Regions from separate parts of the Danio rerio genome. Here region 1 is linked to region 2. Evidence: chromatin contacts called from public Micro-C data. All regions are on one chromosome and are shown on one strand. The core of a region is the stretch at or near the end of the contact, and the rest is flanking DNA. Distances in the headings are between cores, read along the strand shown.

Region 1 (5,878 bases), core at 1,007-3,506, 88 kb after region 2:
TTAATTTTATCTCATGTATACTAATTTTAACAAATAAACGTTTTTTTTATAAATAAGTGCCTTAATTAAATTTACTTAGTTAAAAAATAAACACTTTTTACATAAAATAAAAATAATGAACAAGTCTGGTCTTGACTTTTTTTTTTAAATATCAGAACAACATTTCACTAAATGTGTTAAAATGCAGAAAATATTAAGTCAGATGACTCTGTTAAAAAGATGATTGATGAAGTGATACTCTTTATTATTACAACTGTTTTTCACTGGAAAATAATCTTTTGCAACAACACTGAAGTTACAAGCTTTTCTTCATGTCATATTTTTCTGCGGTTATGTCGACTTACAAAAAAAATTATATATAAATATATATATATATATATATATATATATATATATATATATATATATATTTTTTTTTTTTTTTTTTTTTTTACAAATATGTGTGTGTGTGTGTGTGTATATATATATATATATATATATATATATATATATATAGGTATTGAACAAAATAAAGTTATTATTGGTTCTATGGATTTGCCATAATTGTTCCTGAGCAAAATGTTAGTTTGTTTTATTTTATAAGCTATTGATAATTTTTATAAACATGTATGTTTAAAACATATACTGTATATTCATACATAAATTAATTATTACATCATAAATATATTTTAAAGGTTTTAAGGCCCTATATATGTGTTACCTCTTTAGCCCCTAGAGCTAAATTTTAAAGTCCTAACATTTAAATAGGGGCTTGTCCGGGATCTCTTTAATAAAAACATACCTGCAATAGTTAGGATCGATATTGGTCTTCTCTATTATATCATTTCTTGTTTTACTTTTTTGTGAGTGTTATCACCAGATGACTTTCATTTTACAGAGACATGCTTTTTTATTTATCGCTCATCAGTGCATTTAAATATTAACAACAAACAGACTAAAACAAAATGAAACAAAAGCATCACTTGACTTCAAAAAATAAAGCCAAAAATTTATTGTCAAGGAAACAGATAATAGATCAACATTTACAGGTTGTAAATTGTGAATCAACTGAACTGTTTATATTAGGCATGGGACGATAATCGGTTTCAAGGTTTACCACGGTTTGGAAAAGTCAAGGTTTTAAAACAGCAAAATGTTTCTATTATACCGTTCCTAAAGTATGTGTAAGGCTTTTTAAATGTGTTTTTTATGTGGTGTTAAGAAATCAGTGTATTTTTATCTAAGAATATTATATGTCAGATACCAGCACATGCCTAGATCATATTAATTCAACCTAGTTTCAAAAGCTTTGTTTAACTTTTTAAACATCATCGAAACACTTGTTTCTCGCGAGAGGGGTTTAAGATAAAAAAAAAACGGTATATTTGCAGTTCTGGTCAGGAAAACTGTTAACTTGATTCAACTCGTCCTAAAATAAAGCCTCGGGTCAGGAGTCAGTCGTTCATTCACACACGAACACACACACACACACACACACACACACACACACACACACACACACACACACACACACACACACACGTACGTCAAGTCAACAGCTGCGCACTGACAAGTTGTTGAATTTCAAATGCACGGCTGCCATAACAACGCGTGTGTTTTGGATTGGCTCTGTTCTACCGGATTCTGCAACTCGGCAACAGAAACTTCACGAAGCCACTAGTGTTTACACACTTAAACCGCTTTTGTTTTAGAAGCGACAGGAGTTTTTGTGCTTTTAAACAATAACAAAATATACAATATGTGCCATTTTAAACGAACAGAATGACCTCACGATAAGCTAAATATAGTCACACAGGCTTATTGTACAGTAACCCATAGAAATGCACAGTGCAGCAGCGAGCCAATAAGCGCGTTGATTATATTTATTTATTTATTCCTCAAAAAACAACATTATTCTGCAACGAAACGAAGCTTAACCTTTTCGATGAAGCGTTTATAAACGTGACATGCACATGCAAGTTTTTATTGACGCGGAATGATCAGAGAATGTCTATATTTACGGTATTTTTTATACAAAAAGTATACAGTACAAAGACCTAACGATAATGTAATAACGCATCGTACATCTCGTCATCTTACAGACACTAAAAATAAAAGGCGAAATACATGTGCTACATTTTGCGTGAGTTGTTTGATGCGCTTACCGATGACAAAGGTTCAGCAAATCGCTCTGCTTGTTTTTGTTGTTGATCCGTTGACAGTGTTTTGAACACGAAGCTCTACTGTAGTTACTTCCTATTGGCGAGACGGGCTTGTTGTTTTTGCAGCTTGCCGCTCCAGGACAGAGGGTGGCAGCAGTGCAACAGGAAATACATAGATATGTTTTTGGACATTAATCCTGAATGTTTTCATCAAGTCCATTATTTTGATGCATCGTCTTTTGATATCACTAATCATATGTTGGCAAAACCTGTTTTACTATATATATCAAGCGTAATAAGGCTATCCGTACCCTTTTCCAAAGAGAACTTATTACTGTACCTTATATTGAATCTTTTTGGATGTCTTTATTAAAGGATCAACTGATTTGCTGGAACAAAAACTGTGGCTGTTACCACAGAAATATCATGTTAGAAATAAAATTAAAGAAATATCCTGTAAACTTCTCCACAGCTTTTATCCAGCAAAACATTATTTACAAAAATGTAATAGTGGGATTGATGTAAATTGTATTTTTGTAATGAATATGAGGAGACTGCTTTACACTTATTTTGGCATTGTGCATACTCAGTCAACTTATGGAGTGAGGTGCAAAAATGTATTAATAACAAATTACAGTGTTCAAAACCTCTGTCATTGTTGTGGGAAAATGTACTTTTTGCCTTGTCTATGTACCCTAATCAAGAGGAAAATAGTTTTTTTTAATTAATTTAATTATTTTGCTAACAAAATTTTACATTCATAAAAGTAAATTTACCAATAAGAAACCGAATTTTAAGGTGTTGATGACTGAATTATGCTTATATATTAGTAGTGTCAAAGACTCTCTAAATAAGAAAGCCCTACGCACTTTAAAACTTTGCGAACTCTACAATGTATTTATTTGATTATTACATATCAACATTTTGTATATTTGTATTTGATTTATGCTTGCTTAACCCCTGGCATGTATATTTTTTGTACTGTTAAAATGTTATAAGATTAAAAATGAAATAAAAAATGTAAAGATGTGCACTTTATAATTATGAATCTTATTTATCATGTAAAAACAATTTCTTCGGATAAAAATTTTATGCTGAAGACACAAATATATGCCAGTTTTGTCATTTAGATATTGAAACAAAGTATTAGTTTCAACATAAAATATCTGTAACACTTATCTTCTTGTGGGAAATGACTAAGTTGGGTTTAAGCATAAAGTATCTAAAAGTGTTTAAGGATAAAAAAATGTCTTATATATTAAATAATGAATTGTCTTTTCAGCTTAATTCATTTATTAATCTGAGGTTGCCACAGCGGAATGAACCGCCAACTTATCCAGCATATGGTTTACGCAGCGGATGCCCTTCCAGTTGCAACCCATCACTGGAAAACATCCATATACACTCATTCACACACATACACTATGGACATTTCACCCACTGTATACCGCATGTTTTTGAACTGTGGGGGAAACCGGAGCACCCGGAGAAAACCCACTCGAACACGGGGAGAACATACAAACTCCACACAGAAATGCCAACTGACCCAGCCAAGGCTCGAATCAGCGACTTTCTTGCTGTGAGGCAATTGTACTCCCCACTGTGCAACAGTGCTGCCCTAAATAATTTGTGGATAGGCTATCATTAAAATGTTTTATTCATAAATGAAAATTTTTCAAATTACCCCATACTAGTGGTGTTTAAAGAAGAATTTGTCACATATTTGAAGACATTAAGAGAGATGAAAAGTCAAAAAGCAAGACATTTATATATGTTATTAGAGGATTTTGGTTTGTTTGTTCATTCATTCCTTCAGCTTAGTCCCTTTATTAATCAGGGGCCACCACAGCAGCATGAACCACCAACTTATCCAGCTAATGTTGTACACTGCGTATGCCCTTCCAGCTGCAGCCCATTACTGGAAAACACCCATTCACACTCATACACTACGGACAATTCAGCTTACCCACTCCACCTATAGCTTATGTCTTTGCACTGTGGGGGAAACCAGAGCACCCGGAGGAAACCCACAGGGAGAACATGAAAACTCCACACAGAAATGCCAACTGACCCAGCTGAGGCTCGAACCAGCGACCTTCTTGCTGTGAGGCAACAGTGCTAACCACTTAGCCACCGTGTCACCCCATTTGTTAGTTTGTATAGCTTATTTTCAGCCTATTTTTCCTTTAGTATGTGTGTATTGTGTAGTGGCAGTTTTCTTTAAAGAGGCGCTCTCTGTGGTCAAGAAACAAAGTCTTACCCGGGATGTCTTTTCAAAGTTTTATTCTTTGCAAAGAAGGTCACAGTCATACAGCAACAACAGTTTTTGCAGAGTGGGACACTGAAGTCAAGTGTGTTCACCCTTTTATCTGGTTTGTACTGCTTGCAAGGTCAAATCCTAATAAGGCCCATTCTGTACGTGCATGAAGTGCTTCGCTGTTTCTGCTGTAAGTTTCCACTACACATGTTTAAATAAAAATTAATTTCCATTACAATTGTCACCATCATTCTGTTGCACTGTTGAAGCTTCAGTCTCAAAAGCAAATACCTCGTGTAAACATACCTGCCCTTTCTGAATCTGGATTTGGAATTGCATACATTTACTTACTTATTGTCTTATTTATGTAATGACTTTTCTGACCGACAGGTGGCAGTATAGTTATGTCGCTGAGAAGATCGCAGACTAATCCGTGAAGAAGTACAGGAGGAAAAGTGCGGTTAGTAAACATTCCGCTAAATGTTTCAGGTGTAGAACTATCTAAAGATAATATAACGTATAGCATAAGAGTAAAGCTTAACATATATTCGTAGCGTCGTTCCTGTGGTGATGTGTTTGGTGTGTTGTTTGTGCTCATGACGTGAAATTAGCGACACACGTGCAAGGAGTCGCCAGAAGTTCTTACAGTCTTCGTTTAGGAGAAACTGGATTTTATGTTTGTTTCGTCATGATTTAAACTTTTTAAAGATTATTAACTTACTATGGATGAAATGCCGTCACTTTCGAGTAATGCCCGCGTTGATGGGGAAAAGGTAAAGAAAAAGAGAAGTAAACCTACGGAGCAGCATGAACTCACTGAAAGTCCACAGGAACAGGCTGAGAAACGCCTTAAAAAGAAGGAGAAGATGAGAAACAGTATTAGGGAAACGGATATTAATTTGCAAATAAAGAAAAGAAGAAAGCTAGATGATGAAGGCGAGACTCCTGTGTTGGATGATGGTGTCTCAAATCAGCATGAAGCACAAACACAAGAGCTTCAGGGTTCAAGGGAAGGGAAGACTTCTAAAAGAAAGAAAATGAGAGAAAAACTGAAACAGACAAACTGTGAAGACATGGCAAAACAACAGACTGACATCAGGAGAGAGCATGAGGATGAGCCAAACACGAGTGATCATGAAAGGGGTCTTCTTGATATAATGATGGGTACTAAAACACGCAAGACGAAGCAACTACTCTCAGATGAACCTCTAGTTGATTTAAATGCTTTGGATGAACTGAATCAATTTTGCCCTAAAATCACATTAGCATCCCGAAGCGCACGTGATATCAATAAAATGATCAGGATTGACCTGCCAAGGTTCAAGGAATTCAGAAAACAAGGTAAGCTGATTCTGTTGAATGTGTGTATTAGGTATGGGAGGTATGATAACCTTGCATAAAAATACCACGGTTTGAAGGTTTCGTGATTACTGCTCTTTTTAAATCTCTAAGTAAAAAACAAAAACTTTTTTTTTGCCTT
Region 2 (5,757 bases), core at 1,289-3,788:
GTGTTTTGAATTTATGAATTGAATTTATGTATTTACGAATCATGTTTTGAACTTGCGAATTGGATTTGTGTATTTTTCAATTATTTTTAGAGTTACGAATTGGATTTTTGTATTCACTAATCGTGATATGAATTTATGACTTGGATATATGTATTTACAAATCTCGTTTTGAATTTACAAATTGAATATGTGTATTTACGAATTGTGTTTTGAGTTTGCGAATTGAATTTGTTTTTACAAATCGTGTTTTGAATTTAGGAATTGAATTTATGTATTTACAAATCGTGATATGATTTTATGAATTGAATTTATGTATTTACAAATTGTGTTTTGAATTTACAAATTAGATTTGTGTATTTTTGAATCATGTTTTGATTTTGCAACTTGGATTGTGTAAACATGAATTGTGTTGTGGATGTATGAGTTATATTTTGTAAATGTATAATTATTGAGACTGATCTGTCTCCATGTACAGTATAATGACCCTAATGAAACAAATACACATTCATTTACCATTAACAAACACATTTGTACACTAGTATGCTGCTCTAAACATATTTGTGTGAACAAACAAGGACAAACAAGGACATTTGTAAGATGTGTTACGAATTAAATTAAAAATCCTTAATCAAAAAGAGATTTGATTAAGTCCATATGTCCTTGTTTGTTCACACATTTGGAAATGTGTGTGAACTGAAGAGCACTTTCCGTTGTCTCTCAAGATGCTGAGACAGTCTGAACTGAGACATTCTGCTCTTGAACAGTGTTGTTAATGAGAGATAGGGGGGGAAAGATTTGTTCACCTGTACAATAGAGCCACAGTGTCCCTTGGTATTGTTGATGTGGAAGGAGATGAAGTCCTCTCCCTCAATACCAGGGCAGTGCTGGTCGTTGATTCGTACATCCTCCCTCTCAAAGCCCAGCTGGAAGAGACGGCACTTAGAGATGGAGACCTCCATCTGAGCGTGCTTACAGGTCACTTCAGCCTGGATGATGTCATCTTCACCTACACCACAAGAACAACATGTCCTGGATATAACTGACTTTCAAGGGTTTCCTATGTGCGTTAAATTTTGTTCAGTGGCATTGGTTACGTTCTTTCTCTCCAATATGGCCGACTGATGACTGAACATTGAATACACTCTATAGAAACATTAAGAAAACATATTCATCAATTTGACAGCATACTATGCAAATCCTCACAACGCAAACAAATTAAGAAAACACACTGCAGTTTCTCACAACACATTCAAACCACATGGAACATGATGGAAATGTTTCAAGGGGACCCAAAAACATGACGGACCTGGCTGGGATTTGATTATCGTGCAGTGACTATTGCTCAGTGATTTGTTTTACTCACTAATGTCATTGTTGGGAAGTTCAGGGCAGCCACAAAGTTCTCCGTTCTCCTGCTCACATGTGTTGTTAGAGCAGATCTCTCCTGCACAGGGGTCATAGATCCATTCTGCTAAAGACAGGTCCAGTTACAAAGTTAGCACACAGAAACACACATGCAAACACACACAAAGTTTCCATATATCCATCCCTTCATTTGTACTTTTTCATATTAAATATTTACTTTTTGTCAAAACTGTAAGAATGGGCAGTCGTAATCGTACTCTTGTAAATACTGTAATGTTTTTGATCCATACTATAGTAAAGTACTTAAAGTATATGTTGCGGTAATTCCATAGTTAATATGGTAACACAACAACTATAGTAATACAAACAAATGGCCGAATACTGTAGTTTAAACGACTATACAAAATCATAGATTGTACTACAACACCACTACAGTATTTGTTAGTTTATCAGTGACCACTGGCTGAAAGATTTGACACATTACATTGCACTGGGAAGAATCACTGACAGTATATGGCGCTAATTAAAGGAGCACCATAAAATTTGTGATCTGTTTATACAGTTTTTAGAACAAAAACATAAATTTAAGCACTTTCAAGAACCTGTGGTTGTTTTTAAGTACTTTCCAGACCTTGAATTCATATGTCTGAAATTCAAGTACACTTAAAAGCAAAGAATATTGCAAAACTGTTGTAAGCAATGTATATATTAAATTAAATTTAGTAACGTTCAACTTTGTTTAAATTCAGCCCAAATAAATTGTTTGCAACCCTTTACCTTCAAAAGAAAATTGTAAATCCAATAATTATTTTTTTCAGGGTACTTTCAAGAAGCTGAGAACCCATTTAAATATATATATATATATATATATATATATATATATATATATATATATATATATATATATATATATATATATATATATATATATATATATATATATATATTATAAACAAATATAATAAATAAATATTTATTAAATTAAATTAAATTAAATTACAATAAATTAAATTAAATTAAATTAAATTAAATTAAATTAAATTAAATTAAATTAAATTAAATTAAATTAAATTAAATTAAATTAAATTGTTGAGCCCTGCTGCCATTCACAGTCTACACCCCTCCCTGTTGTCCTGTAGGTGGCAGCGTCCCCTTACAGCAGTTCTCCTGGGTGATCCACTTGGTGGTGAGAGTGCCGAAAGAGCGGCAGGCCTCAGCGTAGGCCGCCATAGAGCCGCACACCTGGGCCTTGCGGTGGTTGTAGCAGCCGTCCATGTAGCATGACTGGTAAAAAGGATGAGGGTCCAGCAGACCGTGGCAGGGCTGGAAGAAACCTTTCAAATCGGTAAGCTTCAGGCAGTTGTCCTCCCCCTGGAGCTCTGATACTGCTGTATTATCACAGGATTGAGCCAGGGCAACATACTGGGTCTCATCACAGCTACATAGAAGAAAAGGAGGATATAAAATGAGTGTAAAACGTAGCCTACATAACTGAAAGTACTGACACTGAGTGAACATTTTAGTAAGTTAAAAGTACAAGTGTCTGGCCAAAAATATAATGAGTGAAAGTAAACATGTACAGCTTTAAGTTGTACCTGAGTATTTGAAAATTAATAGTTTCTACAGGTGCTGTTAGGACCACTACACTGCAAAAAAAAAAAGAAAAAAAAGAAATGCTGATTTCTAGTACAAATATCTAAAAACTCTTAATTCAAGAAGCATTTTGTAGACAAGCAAAAATATTGTGTTGTTTTAGGAAATGTGCAAAATTAAGTGAGTTTTTCCTTCAAATTAAAACAAGCAAAAATAATCTTTAATTTTGAAACAACTTTTATTTTGACACAATATTATTTTGCTTACCCTATCGGCAGATTATTATGTTTGTTGGAAGGAAAACTCACTTAATTTTGCCATATTATTTAAAAAAATAATCATATTTATTTCACTTTTCTAGAAAATGCTTCTTGATTTAAGATTTTTTTAGATATCTGGACTAGAAAAAAGACAAAAAATCTAAGTAAGATATCCTTTTTTTGCTGTGTACCACCGCCACAAGACAAAAGAATTCAAAGCAATTTACAGAAATTAGGCCTTAATAGCCTGTAAATGAAGATGAAATAATAAAACAAAACATTATTCCTACTTAAATTATTATAAACTTGTTCATTCATCTTCCTTCAGCTTAGTCCCTTTATTCATCAGGGGTTGCCACAGTGGAATGAACCACCAATGTATCCAGCAAATGTTTTACACCGCGGGTACCTTTCCAGCTGCAGCCCAGTACTGGGAAAGATCCAAACACACTCATTCACACAAATACAATGTGGCCAATTTAACTTAACCAATTCACCTATACCACATGTATTTGGGCTGTGGGGGAAACGGGAGCACCTGGAGGAAACCCATACAAACACGGGTAGAACATGTAAACTCAATAACGAAATGCTAACTGATGCAGCCGAGGCTCAAACCAGTGAATTTCTTGCTGTGAGGCGACAGCACTTAACACTGAGCCATCGCATCGCTCGAATAAACTTGTTAACAGCCTTTATTATAATTATAAACTAGTTAACTGCAGAGAGGAATCATTTTGGAAATCAAAACAACTGTAAAAATAAAAGACAGCTATAATAAATAGTGCACAATTATAAATATATAAAGCAACGTTTTAGCCTAAATAAAGAGAGTTGTGTACATTATCTGTTATTTTAAAGTGATAATGGGTAAATTAAACCTTATTTGTTAAATCATCATATTTTCTTTTACTCACTCACTCACTTTCTTTGGTATGTTTCATTTACTATATAGTGTACCTTTAAACACTTAATTAGATAATAGTAATATATCATGAAAACCAAAAAATCATTGATAAAAAAGTTATTTTTTGGTATTTTATGGGTGAAAAAAGCTCTAAATTAAAAATTTTTGATTTTAAATTTGGAGGAAATGTCAGCAGTAGTTTACAGAAACAGAACACAAATAACTTTTTACTCAAACACACACAGTAACTATAACTCATAAATAAAAAAACAAAACAAAAACCCTGTCATTTTTAAATGTTTTTTTTTTAATTTCCCATAGCTGCATACCACCCTGAAACAATGCTGTGTAACAACATACATACATTTTTTACCATGTTAAGCATGCACATTTGATTGTCCGCTTGCCATATTTACTGCACTCAAGTAAAGGTATAGCCAGCATTTTAATTCAGAATTTACTAACTTAGAATTTACAAATTTAGTCATTTACTAACATACAAATCTCTAAAATTAACAATTAAAGGGATTTCTCACTCAAAAAATAAAGATTTACACATCATTTACTCTATTAAGTGGTTTCAAAGCTTTTTCTTTTCTTCAGTATTTTCTTTTGTATGTATGTTTTTTGTATGTATGTTGAAAGTATGTTGAAAACCAGTAAAAGCAAAGTGCTGAGAAACACCAAGAGGCGACACTCTAGTGTGCGATTCGGGAAATGGCTGTTAGACGGTGCAGCAGCCATTTTGGAATAAAAATTTAAATAGAACAACAGCATATTGCAAGTCTGTAAGATAAACTATTAAAAGTGCTGATGATTGTGATAGTAAGTGTTGTATTGTCGTCATCCAGGTTGTATCTCAGCTTTAATGCACTTTTTAAACAAATAAATAAAAAACAAAGCATCTGCTTGCCAACGCGACAGTAATGAGAGCCAATGTACATCCGACCGCTTTCACTCCAAAATGGCGGAATCCGGTGCTGTTACTGGGTGCTGCTCTTGCAATGGAACGTTTCACTGAGTGTTGGCTTCTGGTCATTTTAAGCTCTTTGGTAAAAGCAAATACTATGGAATTCAATGGTTACTGAAAACTCATAAAGGTTTGTGACTACAAGTGAAATATAAGTAAATGATGACAGAATCTTCATCTTTGGGAGAACTATCCCTTTATGTATGGGAAAGAAGTAAAATGACTCAAGTATTTTAAACCCCTGAATATAATGCTTTCTATTGCTAACCTGTTCTGCATGCCGTTTGTCTTCCAGCTCTGAGCGAGCTCCAGTGCACTGACAGCAGGTTTTCCACGAGAGGTGATGTAGTCATCTGTGGGATCCCCGTTAAAGTTCCCACACAGTCCACACACCTTGTTCTGTAGCCGTGGACCCATTGTAATGCTGAGGGTGTTGAATCGATTATAACGAACCTGGATGTCCTGAGGAGTGTCGATCACCAGAAATCCCTCAGATGTGGATACTCTTGTCATTAGACCTGTGACAAAAGGTACGGACACGGGCGTACCGTTTACCTAAGGCAAAAGAGGAAAACACTTAGCATTTAGCTAGGAAAGATGAGTAATGTCCTAATCATTCTAGAATTGCATAGCCAACATATAAAAAAGTCACAATCTGTCTA

What was found. A called contact is a pair of places that touch in the nucleus more often than the background predicts.
Region 1: a Micro-C map of caudal fin shows a contact between it and region 2, with 6 times the contacts expected there. The contact joins the promoter of tbcelb here to the enhancer-like site in region 2. A contact is called at or near these places in 3 of 18 Hi-C or Micro-C datasets (caudal fin and embryo).

The regions. Positions count from the first base shown.
Region 1 is chr5:69,218,162-69,224,039 of GRCz12tu, forward strand. It overlaps tbcelb (tubulin folding cofactor E-like b), which reads right to left and starts at 2,257. Exons shown (of 10, transcript XM_073951571.1): 1 at 2,145-2,257. The region is part of intron 24 of cntrl (centriolin); the gene reads right to left. ttf1.6 (transcription termination factor 1, tandem duplicate 6) reads left to right here and starts at 4,827. Exons shown (of 9, transcript XR_012406457.1): 1 at 4,827-5,739.
Region 2 is chr5:69,129,658-69,135,414 of GRCz12tu, forward strand. All of the region lies in intron 24 of cntrl (centriolin), which reads right to left. It overlaps tecta (tectorin alpha), which reads right to left. Exons shown (of 26, transcript XR_012406452.1): 17 at 5,364-5,650; 18 at 2,523-2,803; 19 at 1,364-1,468; 20 at 804-1,006. Among named protein-coding and RNA genes, the nearest start is that of usp2b, 26 kb to the left of the region's middle. Within about 2 kb of position 2,539, at least 8 of the 62 cell types and tissues checked have an H3K27ac peak or open chromatin away from gene starts, as enhancers often do. A contact at or near this core is called in caudal fin, where this site is marked.